Linked DNA regions of Danio rerio: region 2 is linked to region 1. A link is a contact called in public Micro-C data. All regions are on one chromosome and are shown on one strand. The core of a region is the stretch at or near the end of the contact, and the rest is flanking DNA. Distances in the headings are between cores, read along the strand shown.

What was found. Hi-C and Micro-C count contacts between places; a contact is called where the count stands out from the background.
Region 2: a Micro-C map of caudal fin shows a contact between it and region 1, with 5 times the contacts expected there. The contact joins the promoter of si:ch211-241b2.1 here to the promoter of LOC572670 in region 1. A contact is called at or near these places in 2 of 18 Hi-C or Micro-C datasets (caudal fin and hematopoietic stem cells).

Annotation. Positions count from the first base shown.
Region 1 is chr21:2,726,682-2,734,290 of GRCz12tu, reverse strand. It overlaps LOC572670, which reads right to left and starts at 4,254. Exons shown (of 2, transcript XM_021468946.3): 1 at 3,871-4,254. The coding sequence starts at 3,928. It overlaps si:rp71-1h20.3 (a long non-coding RNA gene), which reads right to left. Exons shown (of 4, transcript XR_222769.6): 4 at 5,734-6,398.
Region 2 is chr21:2,933,274-2,940,882 of GRCz12tu, reverse strand. si:ch211-241b2.1 reads left to right here and starts at 3,497. Exons shown (of 3, transcript NM_001017868.1): 1 at 3,497-3,524; 2 at 4,066-4,185. The coding sequence starts at 4,128. All of the region lies in intron 11 of cert1b (ceramide transporter 1b), which reads left to right.

The DNA.
Region 1 (7,609 bases), core at 3,005-5,504:
GTTCTCAATATAATATTTCACCGTACAGTACGACCTCCACGGTTTAATACGTGCTTGTGAATTGCAGTTTTCTCGGTTTTGCGTTTAAATAATTTATGTGTGTTTTATATCTCCCCGAATTAAATGTGTGTGCCTGTAAATCCATGAGCTAAGATGAGGAAACTCCTCCCCGCGAGTAAATATCCAATCACTATGCTCTAAAGTTAGGGGGCGCTTGACCATCCACACTATAACATTGCGAGCGGCGGTGAAGTGAGGCTGAGGCAACATTACAAGGAAGCGCCGGCGAAGTGAGGCAGCAGTACGAGAAATCGCCGGCGTCTTTCAAATCTGCGGTGTGAGGACATTTTGATTTTGCCGGTAAGTATAATGCCAAACGGTGAACAAAAAATAACTGTTCAAGCATTGCTTTACACGTATAACCATGACTGCACATCTGCAGCGCCATCACCCAGCAATATCACTGTCTGAAGGCAGGATAGCAGAGAAGCTAATAAAGTCCTCCAAATAGCAACAATCCCTCGCTGAATCTTTCAAGCAAACATACCCAACTGGCTCCGAGAGACACATAAAATAATAAAGGCAGTGCGGCTGTTTATTGCTGAAGATTTGCAGCCGTTTTCGGTGATTGGAGATGTGGGCTTTTGTCATCTTATAAAAGCACTCGATCCGCTTTACAGACTACCGTCTCGCATTTATCCAGCACTGAGATAATGAAGATGGTTTATTTATGTTTACTGAAGTACAAATATGTTTATTTGAAATGGTCAATTTATCTTTATTAACTTTACATGTGTTTATTTTCAAAGTGAAGGATTTGATGTGTTCCCCAGTTTGTACATGGGCTACCAGCAGCTGTGAGATTTCAGTGTGCATTTGTTTTTATACCATACACTAGGAACTACTGTACTTTTACTTGGCTTTTAAGTTAAACAAAATGAGTATTGTGATAAATCGTTTTCATATTTTCTCCTTAACCTCTTACTGTTCCTATTGCCTATAGAATAACACACGTGTCAAGCCATGAGAACCAAACCGAAAACCGTGCTAAAAAACCAAGGTATGTAATGAACCGTGGGCTAACTGTATTGTTGCATCCCTAGATGGCATCATTGTGATGTTTTATGTAAACATAACCTTTTCAGTTTTGATATTTGTATTAAATGCAATTATTTTAAATTGGTTTTTAAATGTTTAAATAATCATGTTCCAATGCTGTTGTCAGATCTAATCAGTCGGCAACAAATCTCTCACAGAGTCACATGAGCAGATGCTAAATGTGACTGTCTAGTGCCAAAGTGTAAGACCTCATTTGGTCAATCTGTTTTCTCTGTTAAGGGAGCCAAACTGTGGAATGATTTACCTGTTAGCCTAAAATAAAGTAATATTGATATTTTTTGTAGTGTTTAAAAGTGGTTAAAAACAAAACACCAGTGTTTGCACAAATAGTCTACTATTAGTTTGTTGGAGCATGCCGCCTTTGCTTTTGCCTACAGTAATTTTATGTAAAGAATTATAATGTTGTGTATTTATTATATTTTCATTTTGTCAACTTTGTCAAGCCTCCTGTGGACAGGTGTTGAGAATTAGCAAGTTTGCTAAAACACTTATACAAATGCATTTGGTTGTCCAGTGAAATTGTGATGTCAAACAAACAAACAAACAAACAAATAAATAAATAAGTAAAAAAGTAAATAAAATCTTGTTAATGAAAACAGTTTATCTAATAGCAAACATAAAAACATGAATTTTTGCTTGTCATAAATTATATAATTTAATATAATATTATATTATATTATATTAATTATATTATATTATATTATTATATTAATTATATTATATTATATTGTATTATATTATAATATATTATATTGTATTATATTATATTATATTATATTATATTATATTATATTATATTAATTATATTATATTATTATATTAATTATATTATATTATATTGTATTATATTATATTATATTATATTATATTATATTATATTATATTATATTATATTATATTATAGAATTTTGACATTGTGGCAGTAATCTTTGATAGCCTATACATGAATCTATCATACACTTATTTGCACTTAAAGCGACAGTTTACCCACTTTTTACTCTTCCTTAAGTGCTTCCAAACCTTTTTGAGTTTCTTTCTTCTGTTAAACACAAATTAAGATGTAAGAAAACAATAAAACAGTAACATTGCCTTTTTAGTAGGAAAAACAAATAGATACTATCAGGGTTTCTGCAGGTTTTATCAAGTTAAATTTAAAGACCTTTAAAGGCATTTTAAAGACCATAATGAATGGAATTTAGACTCATGAAGGGCTAAAGGCTAAGGATTTTTTAATGGCCCAGATGGAAAAGATTTTTTATTTGACCTTTTAAAAAAGTCTTAGAATTTAATACATTTAATAATGCATTAATAATAAACAATTTAAATATTTTAGATTTAGCTAAATATTTAAATATTGTGTAAAAACAAGCAAGCTCTACTTGTATCCATACACTTTTTTTCAACATAATATCTCTTTAAAATAAAAAAAATGAACAAAAGTTTAAAAAATGATAATAAACTAAATCTATGCACAACAATCTGTCCAGGTCGGTGTCCTCAGCAGGAAATACATTGGAGAACTTTTAAACAAATGTTATTGTAAGGAAAATATTTAAACCATTAGGATAAATAAAGTTAAAAACTACCTTTTTAAATAAAAAGTTTAAAGTTTTATTGAGATGATATGTTGGGGATTGTATTTTGGCCAGATTATGTAGCAAAACACAAACAAAGGAAAATTAGGACCCGTTTAAAAAAGATTTAAGACCTACAACACAATATTTCAGTAAATTGAAGACTTTTTTTTAAGGTTATTTATTTATTTTTTTAATTTGAGGCCTAAAATTTGGATTTTGAGATTAAAGACATTTTAAGACTCGGCAGAAACTATGGAAGTTAGTGGTGACAGGTTTCCAGCTTTCTTTTGTGCTTAATGAATAAATGATGACAGAATTTAAATTTTTGAGTGAACTATCCCTTCAATTGCAAATGCTCACTCCACAAGTAAGGTAAGAATATATACCTAGAAGGTTCCTGTCTCTGTCATTATCTCTGTCTCTTGTGTTTTAGCCATGTAAAAAAGATAATAATAGGCTAATAATGATAATAATATCCACTCCTTTGCTTTCCTCTATAGACAATTTTGCACTTTTCAAGTGAAGTTATTGCTTTTAGGCTTCATAACACAGTCAAAAACAACTTTTCTAAACAATTAAGTTTTATAGTTATATGGCTAGGTAACAGTAAACTTTCAGTATCAAGCTATATGATATATCCACCGTTATACATTTTATTTCTTATCTTAGTGAACCACTCTAAACACCAAATGAATATTTGCAGTGTAAATAGACTTTAGTAATAATCTGAAGTACAAGTTTTAAATAGTTTTTACATAAAAGTTAGACTTTTATTGTGTGGTGATTTTGTGTTTGTTTACATTATTTGCCTCCCCTAATATGGCGACCGCTCCGCACAGCGAAACGCTCAGCTGCTAGATTCACATTCTCATCTCATATATCCTATCCATATCCAGATATACACAATAATCAAGCTTAGAGTTCAGTTATGCCAGTTAACAACGATTTAAAATGTAGAACATCTAAGTATTAAAATAAAATAATGTGAATTGCGCGGCAGGATTTTGAAAAGCTGTTTAAGGCGCTAGTTCGTTTTAAATGGGCGCGAATAGCCTATTATACATTGAATATAAGTGCCCAATAATATCTATATACCCATTCAGTATTGTTACATGTCAGTTTCCATCTAAATGTTTATCGTCAATCGTTAAACAGAACAACGAAAAATACAAACCTATTGCCTCCTCTGTCTCTTCCCCCTTTATTCTGCAGGGTTCTTCCTCAATCTCCATCTTTACTATAGTATGTCAGTTGTTTCTCCTCCTGTTTGCTTCAGCTGTGGGAAGATGAGGAGGATATTCCTCGGCATTTAAACTCATATAGCTGTGGGAGAAGCTTCATTAGCACACGACTTACGTTACACTCCTCTGAATTACCTAGATTTACGTGTTTTGTTTAAATAATAAAATATGAGAATAGATTGCGTAAAACATTTTTGTCTAAATATCGCCAGGTTAAATGATTTCAAATATTGTGAGAAATAAATCTATTAAATTAGATATGAAATGAGCGCATGCAGTTTCAGACACCCGAACGAATGACTCTTAAGAGTCGGTTCATTTAAATGAATCAAAATACTGAATCGGTTTCACTCGGAACTCGAATCCTGAACCCACTCGACACATTCGAGTTTGTATGTTTATATGGACATATCATATGTGTGTGTGTATCATCGACTTACAGCAAACGCCTTTGGTTCATACAATTCATTAAATACAAAATAACTCAAAACGTATGACCTTTTATTAGCCAGAGTAAAAGTAATTTAACCCACAACAACCTATAAGTCAGTTTACAAGATCAAAAATGCTAACAAAAAATTATTTTCCTTATGAAATAGTGAAAAATATTCTACCTTTATGTCTATATTTAATTTACCTTTGCATAATGTTTAGATAAAAAAAATTAGAAAACATCCTAAAAATAAAAATATGTTCAGTCAAAATATTCCCAACAAACAAACAACAACACCAACAAAAAACAAAACAAAACGGGAATAAAAATGTCAAAGTAAACTGAAATACATACTCTACCTGACAAAAATCTGTATAATAACTTGTCTTAGTTGATCATTTAAAGTGTCAGAAGGTGGATTTCTCTGATGAATCATCTGTTGATCTGCGTCCCTATCATCACAAATACTGCAGAAGACCTACTGGAACCCACATTCTCTCAGAAATCAGTCAAGTTTGGTAAAGGAAAAGTCATGGTTTGGGGTTACATTCAGTATGGGGGCGTGCGAGAGATCTGCAGAGTGGATGATCAACATCAACAGCCTGAGGTATCAAGACGTTTGTGCTGCCCATTACATTACAAACCACAGAGTCGCCTCTATGGACGCGCCGGCCCTGTAGGTGGTTTGGAGAGATAGTGATAGAGCCGCAGGCGGACGCCTAGGGCCGCAGGATAAGGAGGACGGTGTCCGCGACATCCCTCCTCCAGGTCCTAATTTTCGTCTGCGATAACCCCTCAACGGTACTCGCTGTCGTAGGTGTACTCACACACCTGTCCCTCGTTTTCACTTTGAGGGCAGCATGATCAGCGTTTGCCTAGAGCGCCAGTTTAGATTGCTCCGGCCCTGCCTTGGTGTGTGGTGAGCGCACTGGCGCTGTTGTCCTGTGGCTGCCATCACATTATCCAAGTGGAGCTGCACACTAGTGGTGGAGTGGAGATACCTCCCATTGTTGTGAAGCACTTGTGTGTATGGTTATAAGCATGCTAAATAAATACACATTACATTACATTGCACTATTGTCTGGAGCCATGGGTACTAATTCTGTGTTCCCTGATTTACTATTTGATTCTAAGAATTAGACTTAGTAAATGAACAGCATGTTTCTCTGTTTAATGTTCTGCTGGAAAAAAGTGACCTGCAATCTGGATGGGTTTAGTCTGAGTAAATTAACAGCAAATTTGCATGATTAAGAAGTGAAATATACATTAAATGTCTCTAACAACTTCTGTAGTAGTCCCCATTTAGAGTGTTTTAAAAACTGAGAAATAAAAGAAATGATATGAGCACAAAGTGGAGATATGATCAGGTTTAATGCACCTCTCAGAGGCAGTTTATTTGTATAAAAAGCATTATATATATATACACATTTTACAAATGTATGGAACTTACAAAAAGATAGCAAAGATTTTTATTATAAAACAAATTAAGTATAGTGAAATCCTTTCACACTTAAATCTTAAAAGAAACCCCCTAAAGATCCTTTACAATGAAGATTAAACACTGGCTCACACTTTACAATAATGTTCCAGTAGTTAATATTTGTCAATGTATTTACCACCAAAGTATAAACAGTCTTGTACATATTTTTTAATCAAAGTTGAGCATTTACTAAAGCATTATTAATATCTATGCGTGTTAACATTGGTTAATGCACTGTGAGTTAATGAGAACTATTAATAAACAGCTTTGCATTAATAAATACTGTATTAAATATATTGTTCAGCACTTGTTCATGTTAGGAAATACATTAACTCATGGCCTTTTTTTAAGTTTAACACTGACATCAGGAAACAGTAAACTGAAAACCTTCACACTGTACAGTGTTTTAGTGTAAAAAAACGTACAATGCTGTCAGGTGTGCTCTTGTGCTATACAATTGTGTCCACTAGGGGGAGCAGTGACTCTGTGCCCGCAGAGTGAGAGCTGAAGATCAAATCTCTGAAGAGCACAAAACACACTGCGTGGATCTAGAGAGAGAGAGAGAGAGAGAGAGAGAGAGAGAGAGAGAGAGAGAGAGAGAGAGAGAGAGAGAGAGAGAATCATTGTAAATATACTGATTATTATTGTTTTTTTATTACTGTTTTATTCTAAAATGTTGATTGTTAAATGTACAGTTTATTTTAATTTATTATTTTTATTGTTATAAATTAATAATATGATATGAATGATAAGTGGAATGATAATGTGATATATTGAACTATAATGAGATATACTGAATAATAATATGATATATTGAATAATAATAATATGATATACTGAATAATAATATGATATACTGAATAATAATATGATATTTTGAATAATAATATGATATACTGAATAATAATATGATATACTGAATAATAATATGATATAATGAATAATAATATGATATACTGAATAATAATATGATATACTGAATAATAATATGATATATTGAATAATAATATGATATACTGAATAATAATATGATATTTTGAATAATAATATGATATATTGAATAATAATAATATATACTGAATAATAATTTGATATATTGAATAATAATATTATATACTGAATAATAATTTGATATACTGAATAATAATTTGATATTTTGAATAATAATATAATATACTGAATAATAATTTGATATACTGAATAATAATTTGATATTTTGAATAATAATATGATATAATAAATAATAATATGATATACTGAATAATAATATGATATAATGAATAATAATATGATATAATGAATAATAATATGATATACTGAATAATAATATGATATAATGAATAATAATATGATATACTGAATAATAATATGATATAATGAATAATAATATGATATACTGAATAATAATATGATATATTGAATAATAATATGATATACTGAATAATAATTTGATGTACTGAATAATAATATGATATATTGAATAATAATATGATATACTGAATAATAATATGATATACTGAATAATAATTTGATATACTGAATAATAATATGATATACTGAATAATAATATGATATATTGAATAATAATATGATATACTGAATAATAATATGATATACTGAATAATAATTTGATATACTGAATAATAATTTGATATTTTGAATAATAATATGATATAATGAATAATAATATGATATAATGAATAATAATATGATATATTGAATAATAATATGATATTTTGAATAATAATATGATATACTG
Region 2 (7,609 bases), core at 2,248-4,747, 210 kb before region 1:
TTCCTTGGATTTACTCAATTTTTTTACGTTAAGTGGTTGTAAACATTTTATTTGTGTTGAATTTAAACAAACAAATTAAGTTGAACGTTATTAAACTTAATTTGTTTAAATTTAACACAAATAAATTGTTTGCAACAGTTCTGCATGCAACACTTTTTTCAGTGTTCTTACACTATGGTCATGAGTAGGGCCAGACAGAATCTGCGGATATTTTTAGTTATTTCTGCTGAAAATTTTGTAAAAAATCTGCTGATTTATTTGCTATGATTTTGGGAGTATTATAACTAAAAACGTTATACACTGAAAATAAATATTCAAAGATGATTCCTTGGATTTTTTTTAATATATATACCTTTAGTGGTTGTAAACAATTTATTTGTGTTGAATTTAAACAAACAAATTAAGTTGAACATTATTAAACTTAATTTGTTTGTTTAAATTCAACACAAATGAATTGTTTGCAACAGTTCTGCATGCAACAATTTTCAGTGTATAAGAAATATTAGCTTTTTAACTTATTTAATGTTCACCATGCAAATCCATCCAGGTCCACTTATTTGGTAAACAAAGCAAGTCTATCATTAATATACATCTACTAAAAGACAGAAAATATTACTTTACATACTGTATTGTGGAACAATCATGTGAATATTTTCATATTAGTCAATAATATAACTGAAATTAAAAGTGGAATAATTATAAATGCACACATTTACACAAGTGAATGGACTCAAGGATGGGCTAAACAAATGTGGAGATCTGCGGATTTCTGTACGCGCAGATTCTGTGTGGGCCTAGTCTGTATATGTGTCTAGTCTTGGACAAGATCTCAGATACAAGCGGCCAAAATGAGTTTCCTTCGCAGGGTGGCAGCAGGACACACTTATAGATAGGGTGAGGAGCTTGGAGTAGAGCCGCTGCTCCTCCACATCAAGAGAGGTCAACTGAGGTGGATCAGGCATCTGTTTCGGATGCCTACCTAGCGAGCTGTTTCAGGCATGGCCCACTGGGAGGAGGCCTCTGGGAAGACCCAGTACACGCTGGAAGAACTGTGTCTCTCGGCTGGCCTGGGAACGCCTTGGGAGAAGGGAAGTCTGGGGTTCTCTCCTGAGACTGCTGCCCCCACAACCCGGCCCTGGAAAAGTGGATGAAAATGAATGATAGGATTTGTAGCTAAATCGTTTGCCCGCAAAGCAGCATTTCACATTGTTTACATCATTGCTACAGCATACCGTTAACGCTAGACACTGTACATGTCATGATCAATTTTATTAAATAAAAACACTTACTTGTAGCTTACAACTTCTGCTTTGAGGAGATTTTAGCCGAATCCAGCACTGAACTGGGAGAGATTCTGGAGCTGTTTTGTCAAATCATGCTTGCTGTGTGTTTTATAATTCTCTGGAACATAATTAATATTGAACTGTAAGCACTTCTGTCTTTGTGTCGTGTCCTTAGAAGCCCAAATACAGAAACAGACGAAGCTCTGTGGAAACAGCCGTGTTTAGACGCATTTTTTGCGTCATCTCTGCTATAACGTAAAGCCTGGTTTATACTTCTGCGTCAAGTGACCGGCGTAACTCACCTCGCAGGCAACGCGCGTAGCTGTGCATTTATACTTCTGCGCGCTGTCTCTGTTGGACTGCATTAACACTTCCGAATCGCTAGTTGGCAGTGAGGTGTAAATGTTCCTCTGTGTCGAGTTTCTTTGCTGCTGTTTTGCGTTTCCTGAACACTTCCTGGTTGTACAAGTGGCTCAAACTCGCTCATTTTGAGGCAGGAACCGGCGGACATGCAACATTGGGTTCGCGCCATTCGCGCGGCTCTCGGTCCCGACCCGACTCGTCAGCGCTACCAAGCCGACCAATCACAGAGCTTACGCTACGCGTTGTTGCAACGTGTAGTTACATTTTTTCAGAGGTGCACGTCATGCTATGACGAGAGGTGCTATGCGCCAGCACTGTAGCATACGCCGGTGTTTGATGCAGAAGTAGAAATCAGCCTTTACAGTGCTTCTGGCCACGCCCCTTACCTACATGCGCAGTGTGGGATGCGCAGTAAACGAACTTGTGATGTCACAGGGGGCGGAAGTATTTTTTTGTAGTCCCCAAAATTCGTTCATTGTAGGCTTTGCTAAGCTAACTCTGTAAAAACCAAGGTCACCCTTTGCATTGAACTTAGAACTTTTTACATTCAGAGATGTTGTTTATGTTCACACAGCTGCATTACACATCAACTAAAGTTTAAAACATGAGATCGTAGTGGACCACCCCTTTAATAATTTGGCAAATAATTTGATTACTGATGTCCATGTAAACACAGTCACTTTCTCCTGTGTGTGTGTGTGTGTGTGTGTGTGTGTGTGTGTGTGTGTGTGTAGACTCTGAAACTCAGCGCGTGGTCAAATAGACACTCCCACACCTTCCCTCTTTTGCTCCTCCGACACTCCCCCCTAAACAGAGCTGGACACGCCCACTTTTCTGTCTTTTTCCAAAGTAGAGGTGTGAAAACACCCTGCTGAAACGAGGGGGTTTCATGGCCCTTTAAAGGGAATGAGAGACGAGACTCTGATTGATTTATTCTCCAAACACACCTATATCTCATTAAGAGAATAAGCTCAACCCTGTTAGATAATGCGCCACGGCGCAAAGCGGATTTTTCCATCCTTAAAATAGCAAACGTGGATTATGACACGCCCTTAATGCGTTTGCGCCTTCGCTTTGCACTTTGTACATGGATCTTCAAAATAGAGCCCCAGTGCAGACTCATGTGCAGTGAGGAGATTGTAGCCAAATGTTGATTAAACCAGTTTTGAATCAGTTTGATTAGACAGCTGATTGTACAAGAAACAACCCTGAGTTTCAACAACAGATTATCTCTTGTGTCTATGTATGCCTCCATGGTTCAGCTTTTTACTGGTCGGAGATCAGCTCTTAATAGTTTAGTGCCGGCCTGACCCCTCTGGAAGCTTCTGTAGCCAAAATAAGTCTCTTGCGTTTGTGTGAAGCACACTTGGCAATAAAAATGAATCTGATTTTGATTCTGAAGTAATGAAAATTAGATATTTTTACCAGCTTTTGTTAAAGAGGGTCCTGTTTCTGTATTGAGCTTTGGTTGGGTAAACAATGAGTATATTTTTATTTTTAAAAGGAAAACAAAAATTTATTTAATATACTCAGCCTCAAACCTTTATTTATTTCTACTGTTAAACACAAAAGAAGATATTTGAAGAGAGATAAAAACCGGTAACCCTTGACTTGCATAGGAAAAAGAAATACCATGGAAGTCAGTGGTTTCTAGCTTTCTTTAAAATATCTTTCTTTGTGTTCAACAAAATAAAGAAACTCATAAAGGTTTGAAAAAGGTAAAAGGGTGGGTAAATGGTGACAGATTTTTTTTTTTTTTTTTTTTTTTTTTTGGGGTGAACCATCTCTTAAAGCCGACAAAGAGAGGGAACTATATGGATATGTAGTAACACGGAACAATTTAACTGATGCACAAAACATATGGTGCTAAAGCTGGCGGTGAGTAAATCAGCTTTCCCCGGATTTATTTTATGGCATACTAACTTAATTATATTTAAATTTCTTATTGACAAACGTAAGGAAAAATACTATTACGCTGGTAATCTGTATCATCCTAATTATTGACTGTTTTATACACGAAACTGACGACGGACAGTGCGTTAGTATTGATAGTCTGCAGTTAAATAGCAACCGCATTGCTAAACCCACCGGCTGTGAACTTGTTTTATCAATTTGTGTATGGAGAGTTACTTTACATCAGATTTTTACCAGTTTGTGAGTGTGTTTATTTTATTTTATTGGGGAAATTCAACTCATTCGCGTATGGAGCTCGAGTTTGATTCCCAAACGAATGATTCTTAAGAGTCGGTTCATTTTAGTGAATCAAAACAATCATCAGTAGCGGTTACTGGAAACAGATCGAACTCTGATGTTCCTGTTGATTACTTTCATCATATCCAACTTGAAATTGACCAGCTTATCTATATATTTACACATGATGAGAGTTTATTTCATGAGGAATATTACCATCTTCCCACAGCTGAAGAAGAAGCCAACAGGAGGAATTACTGCAGGGGAAACAACTGACATACAATAGTGAAGATGGAGATTAAGGAAGAACCCTGCAGAATAAAAGAGGAGGATGCAGAGGAACAAATAGGTTTGTATTTTTAATTAGTTTTTCTTTTTAATGACTGCTTAGGAACATTAATGTGAAAAATTACTTATAACAATACAAACCATATATTATATATGGGTAATTCTTCAACTATGGGGACTTTTATGTCCTTTGATCATCCAAAAATACAAATATTTTTGTTCAAATTCCTCTTTCCTTGTCAAACTAACAATAAAACCTACTTTTAAAACATTTACTACCTTTCTATCATATTATTTTCATATTATTCAACCTCCTTTTAGTTGTCAAAATCACTGTTTTCCACCTTGTCGCACACCCAGTTATAAACGTCAACAATGAAAATAACATTTTAAAATATTATTTATCTGGTATCTATTAATGTATCTTAATTAAGCACTAGTGAAATAAGTTAAATATTTTATAGTTATTAATGTGAGACTATTATCAATGTTATCTTTTATACAAAATATAGCTGTCGCACAGTATCAGTGTCATTTCCAGCACTGTAATGTAACTTTAAAAAGTTTGTGTGAGATTATTGAGGTGGTTTCTATGAAAATTAATAGTGATGTCTGAGAACATCTTCAAGATGGAGAGAATTTACATTTTTACCAGCAACACTTGAATAAAAATCAAGGTAAATATTGCTTGATAAAAAAAAATACATTTATTCTACGTCATTTACAAACATGTTGTACCTTATATATGTTTTTAAAAACCAAACCAAATGAAGGTAAATAAGAGTGTTTTGTGTGCATGAAAGGCTAGTTTCAATTCAAAGCTAATCGGTGAAGCTATCTTTATTTTTTTTTCACAATAAACTGTTGAAATGTCATTTCCACCACTGTCATTTCCATCACCACACACATTTTTAAACAGTATTAATAAAGAATATTTAAACAGTTCTCATCACACTAGGGCTGTGCAATTAATCGATTTTAAATTTGATTTTAGCATCTAATGATTATGAAAAACCATTAATCGAGATAAACGATTATTAACTTAGCAGCGCGAAAGACCGCATGCTTATGTGTGTGTGTGCATGCGGCGCGCACACACACATAAGCATGCGGTCAGCATTCAGTCTCATTCGCACACTGAGACGAGCAGAGCGCTGTCAGCGCACACATCTAAAGTAATCTTAACGTGAGCGCTTTAATGGTCAAATAGGTGTCAAAACGCGGTGTTTAGTGATAATTCATATCAACCCTCATTTGTGTAATAAATAAACGAGTTGAGAATCAAAAGACACGTGAAAGAGAAACCATTAAAGTGAAAGCGCGCGATGTTCCTGCTGCTGCCTGTTTTTATAATCAATCAAACAACAATACAAGAAAATCCCTCAGTGCTTTTGACTGAAGGACTTTTGTTGCTAAAGTGTTTTTCTTACAGTGAAGATGCTTAAAGCACAGTTTGTTTCATATTTTTATTCTACTATATTCATTTCTCTTTCCATTCGGGGGTGGAAAATAACTGTATATATGCAGTTAAACTCAGAATTATTAGCCCTCCTGAATATTAGCAGCAATTTTCCTCCCCAATGCTTTTTCATGGAAAGAAGATTTTTTTTCAACTTATTTCTGATCATAATATTTTTAATAATTTAATATAATTTCTAATAACTGATTTCTTTTATCTTTGCTCTGATGACAGCACATAATATTAGACTATTTTCAAAAAATAAGCATTCAGATTCAAAGTGCGATTCAAAGACTTAATTAGGTTAATTAGGCAAGTCATTGTATAACAGTAGATTCTTCTGCAGACCATCAAAAATATTTATTGCTTAAAGGGGCTAATAATATTGACCTTAAAATGGGTTTCAAAATATTTAAACCTGCTTTATTCTAGCTGAAATAAAAAAAAACAAATAAGCCTTTTCACAGAAGAAAAAAGGCGAGGCAGTGGCGCAGTAGGTAGTGCTGTCGCCTCACAGCAAGAAGGTCGCTGGGATGCTGGTTCGATCCTCGGCTCAGTTGGCGTTTCTGTGTGGAGTTTGCATGTTCTCCCTGCGTTCGCGTGTGTTTCCTCCGGGTGCTCCGGTTTCCCCCACAGTCCAAAGACATGCGGTACAAGTAAATTGGGTAGGCTAAATTGTCCGTATGTATGAGTATGTGTGTGTGTATGTGTGTGTGGATGTTTCCCAGAGATGGGTTGCGGCTGGAAGGGCATCCGCTGCGTAAAAACTTGCTGGATAAGTTGGCGGTTCATTCCGCTGTGGCGACCCCAGATTAATAAAGGGACTAAGCCGACAAGAAAATGAATGAATGACAGAAGAAAAAATATTATAGGAAATGCTGTTAAAATTCCTTGCTCTGTTAAACATGATTTGGGAAATATTTATTTAAAAAAAAAAATCTCAGGAGCGCTAGTAATTTTAACTTCAACTGATAATCGTTTTGAATAATCGTGATTACAATTATGACCAAAATAATTGTGAATAGGATTTGTCCCAAAATCGAGCATCCCTACATTACACATTAAACATGTATTCACAATGTATAAGTTTGTGCTCTATTTATTCAGTTTATTTATTTTCTAATAACCTCTTAACCGAATTAATATTCAATTTTAGAATGTGACCAGTGTACAATTCAGCATGCAACTCATTTATTTCATTGACAAATGTATAGTTATTATGTATACTGTGGAAAGATTGGTTAAACTAGATACAAAAATGATCTTAGACAGTGTTTAGCCCCTTTCACACATACAGGGAAAGGTTGTATGTGTGAACAGGTCCTTTTTGAAAATACCGGTAAATTCGTTCTGGCTATTTTCCGGAAAGAGAAGTTGTAACATTACCGGTAATTTGCCGGAATGCTGCGCTGTGTGAATGCAGAAGGAAGATTACCGTAATAAGCGCGTGCACGTCTAGAACGTGCTAACATGAGACGTCTGCTTTAACCAATCACAACAGTCAGACGCATTTACGTCCGCGCGGTTTGTGAGAATAAAAGCCTTTGAATTTTTTTCCAGACACATTTAGCTGCTAGAAGTTAGTCAGATCACGTTTATATGTTCTTCTTAATGCCAACTGTGCAAATAATCATCGATGAGATGCTTATGATAAGCCGTTGTTTGTTTACCTTCAAGCTTTGCGTGCACCTGTGAAACAGCCTGTGAGCGCCTGCACACACACATATTATGAACATCTCGACATGCGAAAGTGATCCTGTGAAAGTTGTTCACAATATTGATCATCCACAGAGTTTGTAATTTAGTCAAATGTTTACAAATACAAGCGCAGCCGTTTAAAGCTCATTTGTGGTGAATGATGTCAGAATTACCGGTATTTTGGAATGGATGTGTGAACGCTCTTTTCCGGAAAATTTCCGTAACGTCCTCGCCTGTGTGAACAGCGCTTTTTTGAATACACCGGTAAAGTCGTTCCGGAAATTTTCCAGATATTTACCGGTATCACTGTGTGAAAGGGGCTTTTGAC